Regions from separate parts of the Triticum aestivum genome. Here region 1 is linked to region 2. A link is a contact called in public Hi-C data. All regions are on one chromosome and are shown on one strand. The core of a region is the stretch at or near the end of the contact, and the rest is flanking DNA. Distances in the headings are between cores, read along the strand shown.

Region 1 (4,073 bases), core at 1,136-3,635, 290 kb before region 2:
CATGGGAGGAGTCCGTAAAGAGAGATCTGAAGGATTGGAGTATCACCAAAGAACTAGCCATGGACAAGGGTGCGTGGATGCTTGCTATACATGTGCCAGAACCATGAGTTGGTCGCAAGATCTTATGGGTTTCACCTCTAGCCTGCCCCAACTTGTTTGGGACTAAAGGCTTGTTGTATGTGGTAACAAAATGGCACATGAAGAAAGAAATATGTGGGGTCAGCACCATAACCAGAGTTCAATCAGTTTATTTGCTACTCACAAACATTAATATAGCTGGAACTACGAACAATTAACAATCCAAAACCTCATAATAAGATTTGAATAGAGCACCTGTATCACTCTAAAACTGAGCATGAAACTGCATAACACTTCCCTAGTATGACAATTAGTCCCCAATACTCCTTTTCAGTCAGCTAAACAAAAGCTAAAATTTAACCGAATTCCCCACAATTCAATTTGAATAGCAGCACTATTCACGAATTATGCAAAGATCGTTTGGGTCCCCAGAAATATTAGGCAATTTTCTTACTAAAGTTACCGTATCCTATAAACCTAAAAGAGTGATCCCCACTACTTCTAGTTATCTGAACATGTGTGCTTCCACATCATCAAAATTGTTGTAGTCGTTAGATTTAGGACCCGAATATCCAGCAAACGTCAGATTTTTAGGCATGGCAAACTGAAAGTTTTTTCACGGCAAATTATGTTTACCGAGGGTGGCAAGTTTAGTTGGTGAGCATGGCAAATCCGCCTCAGTTTATTTTTTTGCCAGAAATTACCGTGCTCGCCAACCAGATTTGACATCCTCACGCCAACATAAATTGCCATGAAAAACGTTCGACTTGCCATGCTAAAAATCTGACGTCAGTTTTTTAGCATTTTTGTAGACTTACTAGCTTGATCCACCAGCATCTGTCTGATCTACGCATGAGAATCCTATACTATGCAACATGCATTAGCACATTTTAAGTGGGTTTTTAATCAAATTGCATTTAATTGTGACATGCACAACTTCTCATGTTAAGTTTTTTTTTTTGCTTATGCAGAAATTTCTCACATAGTTTAAATGTAAGGACTTAACTAGTATTCTAGACAATATTTAGAAACTATATATCCAATTCCGTGGCAATGTGCGGGGTATAGTCTAGTATGCAGAATTGGCATGACCCAACCCACAGAATCAGCAACATAGAACAATATCAATCAATATGTTGGAACAAAATGGTACATGAAGGAAGAAATATATGCCGCCGGCATCATAACCAGAGTCCAATCGGTTCATTCTACACCCACAATCATTAATATAGATCGAACTTGAGAATCCAAAACGGTTTCTGGTGCCCATTTTATAACTTCGTTAGGAATTTTGAACAGAGCACCAATATCACTCTACAACTGAGCATAAAACTGCACACCGCACTTCTCTAGAGCAATTTATCCCCACAATTCAATTCGAATAGCAGCACTATTTGAATTCAATTCAATTAAACTGAAACTGCACGCCACAGTTGAGTCAGCTAAATCTATATACGATGGAGTTGTGAAGCCTGACCTTTGGCTGGGATATACACGATGCCGCTCCCGGTGACACCATCCATCCCGGGGTTATACTTTCTGAGCAGGTCCATCTGCTCCGGCGACGAGAAGCTATGATTGGCGGCGACAGAGGCGAGGGTCTCTCTGTCCCTGAGCGGGTATGTGAGGAAGAGGCCGTAAGCGGTGGAAATCCCAGGGTCGCCGCATGAGCAGTTGACGGTGACGTTGACGGAGCCGACGTCGGGGATGTTGTTGGCCGGGTAGGTGTTTGTGGCCTGCAGCCAGGCGGGGGTGGTGAGGTTGTTGAATTGGTCGGCGATGCTGATGTAGGTGTCTCCGGTGTGGACGTCGTAGCGGATAGGGGCGGCGAGGAAGGTGGAGGCCGGGGCGGACGGCGGCGCGATGCATTGGCAGGGGAAGGGGACGTTGAGGCGGTCCCCGGCGGCGACGAAGTCGAGGTTGGGGATCCCGGGGTTGTACTTGCCGAGCACTCGGTAGTCGGAGAACCCGAAGAGGCTGGCGATGTAGGTGACGTTCTGGTTGGACGCGACGTAGTAGGAGCCCAGCGCGTGGTCGCAGCCCGAGGTGCAGCCGTCCCTCGCTGCGGTGGCCGCGTTCGGGCCCGCCGCGGCGGCCAGGAAGAGCAGGAGCAGGGGGAGGAGCGGAGCCTCCATGGCGGCGTGGCGCGGAGCCGGAACCCTAGCGGGAGGGGCGGAGGAAGCTTGGCACCATTCGACAGTCTGTAGCCAGAGGGGATGGGCTGGGAGCGAGGGGAGAAGACGCTGACGCGTCGGGGAGTTTGACTCGTCGCGGGCACTCGGCAGTTAGGCCACGGCGTTTCACTGGCGGGTCTGGGCGAAACAGCCAGCGGGAGGTGGACGCGGTCGTGCCAGGGAAGCGAAGCGCGGCGGCTGCTGTTGCCGCGCGGTCAAACGAAGCGTGCTACGAATTCCTGAGGTCCCGCTGCGCTGGGCACGGGGTGGTGTCCCATCCCATCCGGGGGGAATGTTCCCGTCGCGCGTACTGCTAATTGCGAGATTATTAGGCTCTAACCTGATGCACTATTGTAATGCGATTACACGTTCGCTTCTGGATTAAATTAGTATTACTAGAATAATTCATGGCAAAGCAACTCTCGAGGTATACATGTATGCTGCCTCCGGAACCTCCCCCCGGCCGTAGGCACGTCGGCCGGTGACATTTGGAGCTATTCATTTCGGGGATTGTTTGGGACTTGGGCGCCGACGGCGGCGTCGTGTGCTCTGGAACTACCATCTGGAGCAAAGCTGGACGGCGGCCGTTCATGCGGTGGTTTGTGATTCGCTAGCTTTACATTCCCCGTCCAATTATATCCCCTAATTATATGGCGTGTCGGAGAGTAAGAGAAATAAAGACTGGTTTATTAGTGCCGTTGTGTGATCGAGACGCATGCACGATGTGGTTGGTTACTTGGTTGTCTGTTTTAGTCAGCGAAATCGTCGAAATGAGGAATGGAATCAAGGAAATTTAATATCAACTCATGTTTATATTCAACAAAACTCAAGTGTCCAATAATGAAATGTTGATCTTTTCCGAATAATCGTCGCGGGCCTTTCCTCTCTTTACCAAACTAGAGACAGCTCCTACCCGAACTCTCTTTATTCTTGTCTATGCGGCTTTAGGCACAGCTTGAGTCGGCTAGCATGAATGAGAATGTGTTCTGTGATATCCAGTATGTCAGAGCTTTTCGCTAGCTTGACATTCCCCAACTAATTATATCCCCTAAATATATGGCGTGTTGGAGAGGGGGGGGGAGAGACAAAGACCGGTTTGTTGGTTGATTATTAGAGCATCTTCAACAGATACCCTAAAATTGATTATAGGTGATGAGAACATGTTTTAGAGCACTATTTTTTTCTGTAACAAATGCCTTAAAACTAATGCCCTCGATTTTGAATTTTGAACATAATTCATTGCATATTTCAAAATTACGAAGTTTACTATAAAATGTTGAACATTAAATATTAAAAACACACAATTGCACACTACTATGATAGAACATCACTACTACGGCGACACTGCCACAGTAGACCATCACGGATCCAACGCTTTTTTGTACGCATACAATACGGGTCGAAGGCATCGAAGTCCGAGTCGGTGTTGATCACACCTTCGCCGGAAGGGCCTGCTTCGTGGTCACTGCCGGTAGACGCCTTCACCTTCTCCTCCTCGTTGGAGAGCTCCATCTCAAGCTGGTCAAACAACTCAGCAAACTTGGCAAAAGATCATGTGATCCTCCTCCTCCTCCTCTTTTCTCTCCTTGCGATGCGCCTCCTTCTCGACGAAGAATGAAAAATTCCACACGACGACCTCTCGATGGGCCTGGATGAACTTCGCCATGTAAAGCACATCGTTGGTCTTGGCGTTGCGTTGCGCCTCAGCCCAACGGCATGCCTTCTCCTCCTCACGGGACACGACCCGAACCGAAGGGGCGAGGAACTCTGCGTAGTCATCCTCCTCAAGGAAGTTGATCACCGCCCGACTTCGGATGTACC
Region 2 (4,165 bases), core at 68-2,567:
CTTCTCAAGCTTGTCCTTGCAGAAATCTTTCAACAGGTGATCAGCACGATAGCATGTGCCTGTCTTCTCATCCTTAACCATGAGGTCGGTGAACTTCTCGACATGCCCTGATGCCTTCAAGACAACCTCAGGTGTCACACAGGGGCAGTCAACCTCCAACATATTCTCCTCCAGAACAAAATGCTGGAAAAGGAATGGAGAAATTAGCATCTTCCCAAAACAAATTGCACGAGATGGTGTCATAAAATACAGCAACATAAAATATATTACTATCTAAACCCAACCAACATCAAGCACAGAAAATAATTCAGAAAGAAACAGAACCGTACCAATACAAGCTAGCAAATTGAACCCTGATCTCCACCAATATCAGGCATAGAAATGAACTGACAAAATCCATATTTACCAACTAGTACTAATGAACTGACATCAGGAATCTTCGTCATAAATAAATTGCCATATTGTAATTCAAGTACTGCAGTGGCAGAAAATGCAAGTGATATGTAAAAACTAAAAAAAACTTGTTTAATCGCCTTTAGAGGTGTGCACTTGTAAGTTTCCATATCTAGATTCTTTACTGAAACATGGGTAACTATCTTCCTTGTTCAATATATCTAGATTCCATATCCAAGTTCCACATAAACCACGGTGCAAGTGGTAAATCATCGCTACCCAAATACCCCTACATCAAATCGCAGCAGCTACGCAACATCGACTGCGATACAAGCATGAAAAATAAACCACAACATTTCGAGATGGGCTGGCGGCCTCACTCACCTGCCTCCAGAAGGCCAGGACGTTGGACTTGACCGCACACCCGGGCGGCCCGTAGTCGTACAGGCCGGCGACGCCGCGGTAGATCTTGAACGAAGGTATGTAGAAGAGCTTCCGCTCGAGGGTGTTCACCACTGTCTGCCGCATCTCCTCCCGCGCGGCGCCGCCGCCGGACCCGACGGCGGCTTGCAGCCTGCGCGCGGCCGCGCCAGCCTCGATCTTGAGCGCCTTCAGCGCCTCGACCGCCGCGTCGACGCCCTCCTTGGCGCCGGAGGCCTTGAGTGACCGCACGGCATCGGCCTGCGCGTCCACTGCCGTCTGCCTCTCCGCCAGCGCCCGGCGGAGCGCTTCCTCCGAGGGTGCTGCCCCGGCCATGGAGGAGGAGGAGGAGAAAGAGAGGGTCGCGGTGAGGGAGCGGCGGCGCGCAGCGGCGGCGGCGAGGGGCTGTGGGGCTAGGGTTCTGCTGGGTTTAGGGGCTCGGGAGAGGGAGGAGGCGATAAGCTGGGGGCGGAATCGCATAAACACCATCGACAGCGTGCGAGGTCGCGGCGGTTGTGCGTTTCCACCCTCGTGTTACCAACTTATTGCCGTTCGGTGGAAGTGTGTCTGCGTGATCCGGGCCTGGCTTGTTAGGTGCCTCGTGTGTGATACTACTCCGCATTGGAGGGATGTTTACGCAAGAGTGACAGTGTGTTGGGATGTGATCTGGACCGTTGGGCCAATAGTATCGGACGGTGAAGATTTGCAGCACAGGGATAATGCACAGGGAAAAAAATATCAACATATAGAATACCAAATCAATATCATTAGATTCGCCATGAAACGTATTTTCATACGGGGAAGCGTTTTGGCTCCGAGGAGCATTTGCTCACGGATGAACAATACCAAAAAAAATGTGGTAAAATGTTTCCAAAAAAATCTGATTTTTTTGTGGATGTTCGGGTTAGTGTCACAAGCATGCTTGACAATTTTCATGCGAAGTGAAGCACTAGTGTTTCGTCGGTGAAAAAACAAATTTGAGGTGACATTTTTGGGTAATATGTGGTGTTCAATTTTATTTTTTTGCACAAGCCAAAATGTTTAACCTTTTTGCCTAAAACTTTGCAGGTAGCATTTGGATGTGACTATAAAATACATAAAAAAATTGTTGGGATTTTTTAACATATTAAAAATCATTTTTCGCGGGCAGGAGCACGTGCTCCCGGGAGCCAAATTGGATTTCCGTTTCATATGGTATATATTTGGGACGTGAATTTTTGGGACATGCGGCCACGCGATGCCGTAATCTGAGACGTCCTGTTGTGCATCAAGATGGCTACTTAATATAGGCCCATTTGTAATACCTGACGCGTTAATTACGGACGCACTTGAATACGTCGCGTTATACATCACAGGAGTGGGCCAGACGCTATTAATGCTCGTATGAGTACATGCTCAACTGGTAGCAGCCTTCGTCACAGGGATGGCATAACGGATCTTGATGGTGGGCAAACATCATTAAGCATGCCCCTCGCTCCAAGCCTTGCCCTGTGGAAAAGCAGATGGAGAAGAGGAGATGGCTTTTGCAGAAACGGAGTTTAACAGGTTAGCCGGTTAAAACTATACTTGATCTGTGGTTTCCGGTTTCTTTTGGGTACGATTCAACGAGCCCACCTATAATCATCTCTCTGTGGCCTCAACCCCTAGCATGTCGATAATTTTATGGGCAACTTATGGATCTGGGTGCTTAAGTGGAACGTGGGAGATGCCTGTTTACATCTCATGTGTTAGAATTTTCCAGCCCGGTCTCACATGTCTTTCTTTTGCTCGATTAGTGCAGGAAAAGCAAAGCAGATGCATAGCGGGCGAACAACAAGTGCTGAAAGATTAACCACCCTGGAAACGGCCCTAACCTGATTTACAATTATATTCAAAGGAAAAAATTCTTTTGTTTAGAACAACATATTTCACTCGTTAAAAAAACAGACTCCACTCGTTCACTCGATTCAAACAAACGTTTTCAATTTTTTATTTAGAATGACGTACTTCATTCGTTTATTTCACTCCTTTAAGAAAAATAGATTCCACTCTGATATTCAATTCGGGGTCAGGCCCATCTGCACCCGGTGAACAGTAAAAAAATCATAAAAATCTGATTTTTTTTCATCTAAGATGCTTGAGTGCGCCAGATGAATGCAAAATTTCATGGCTAAATTATATTCCAGGAGCTCATGGCAAAAAAGACAAAGTGAGCTTCGAACAGTGTTGTTTTCAAATATTTCTCATAGATCCGAAATTTGTCTCCTTTGCCGAGAGCTACTAAAACATCCGAACTACACGAAATTTAGCACGGACTTCACGCATACAAGCATCTGGCATCACAAGAAAAAAAATCATTTTTTACTATTTTTAATTATTTTACTATTCACCCACGGTTGCATATGCCACTCCCATTCCAATCATTTCACCTGATTCAAACAAATGTTTTCAATCATTAAAAAACAATTACACTCGTTTAAAACAGCATACTGCATACTTCACTCACTACAAAATACAGATTCCACTCATTTCACTCAATTCAAATGAATAATCTCAATGGTTTTTGAAAAGAATGATTTCATTCGTTTAGAACAACATATTTCACTTATTTATTCCACACTCCTTTACAAAAATAGATTCCACTTGTTTGACTCAATTCAAACTAATAATTTCAATTATTTTCAACAAAAATGATTTCACTCGTTTCACAAAATAGATTACACTCGTTTCAGTCAATTGAAAATGAATAATTTCAATCATTTTCAAAATACAGTGATTTCACTCATCTAAAACAAGATATTGCACTATTTTATTTCTCCAAAAGGCAGATTGAAAATATTCCCTATGTACCGGTACCCGTGCACTCATTTAAAAAATCCGCTCTCTAAAAAAATAATTTTACTAAAATAAACTTCAACTACTCAAGAAAACATGTTTCTCTTATTTCAAAAGAATAAGGTCGCTACAATCAAAATCAGATTTCACTTGTAAGTGTTGTTCTAAGCAGTTACACTGAAATAGGTTGAGCGAAATAAGTGAATTTAAACATGTTTGAAATGTATCCTAGATTAGTCTTGTTCTAAGCTACCCAAAAATGTGTGTTAGATTGTTCAAAAGATCACCATCATAATCGTTGGCATATGGTTTTTGGAAGAAAAAAAGTGGCTTAAGCAATCGAACTGACCAATAGGAGGATGGTTTCCATTGATCATCGGTAATGTTGGCTAACACTTGCAGTGCATTTGTATTGAGAGACGATAAATGTTTATGTCAGAATATTTAGTCAAGCTTGTTTAATGAGAAGTTACTCTAGTTTCTAGCCAGTCCAACTAACCCAAGGGGTTTCCGCTGGGTGATGTCAAACATAAAAGGC

The links. Hi-C and Micro-C count contacts between places; a contact is called where the count stands out from the background.
Region 1: a contact with region 2 is called in a Hi-C map of an unstated tissue, with 5 times the contacts expected there. The contact joins the promoter of LOC123164992 here to the promoter of LOC123170395 in region 2. A contact is called at or near these places in 2 of 5 Hi-C or Micro-C datasets (leaf and an unstated tissue).

Annotation. Positions count from the first base shown.
Region 1 is chr7D:248,781,268-248,785,340 of IWGSC CS RefSeq v2.1, reverse strand. LOC123164992 (chitin elicitor receptor kinase 1) reads right to left here and starts at 2,385. Exons shown (of 11, transcript XM_044582614.1): 1 at 1,556-2,385. The coding sequence starts at 2,213.
Region 2 is chr7D:248,493,765-248,497,929 of IWGSC CS RefSeq v2.1, reverse strand. LOC123170395 (glycine--tRNA ligase, mitochondrial 1) reads right to left here and starts at 1,317. Exons shown (of 9, transcript XM_044588256.1): 1 at 778-1,317; 2 at 1-183. The coding sequence starts at 1,302.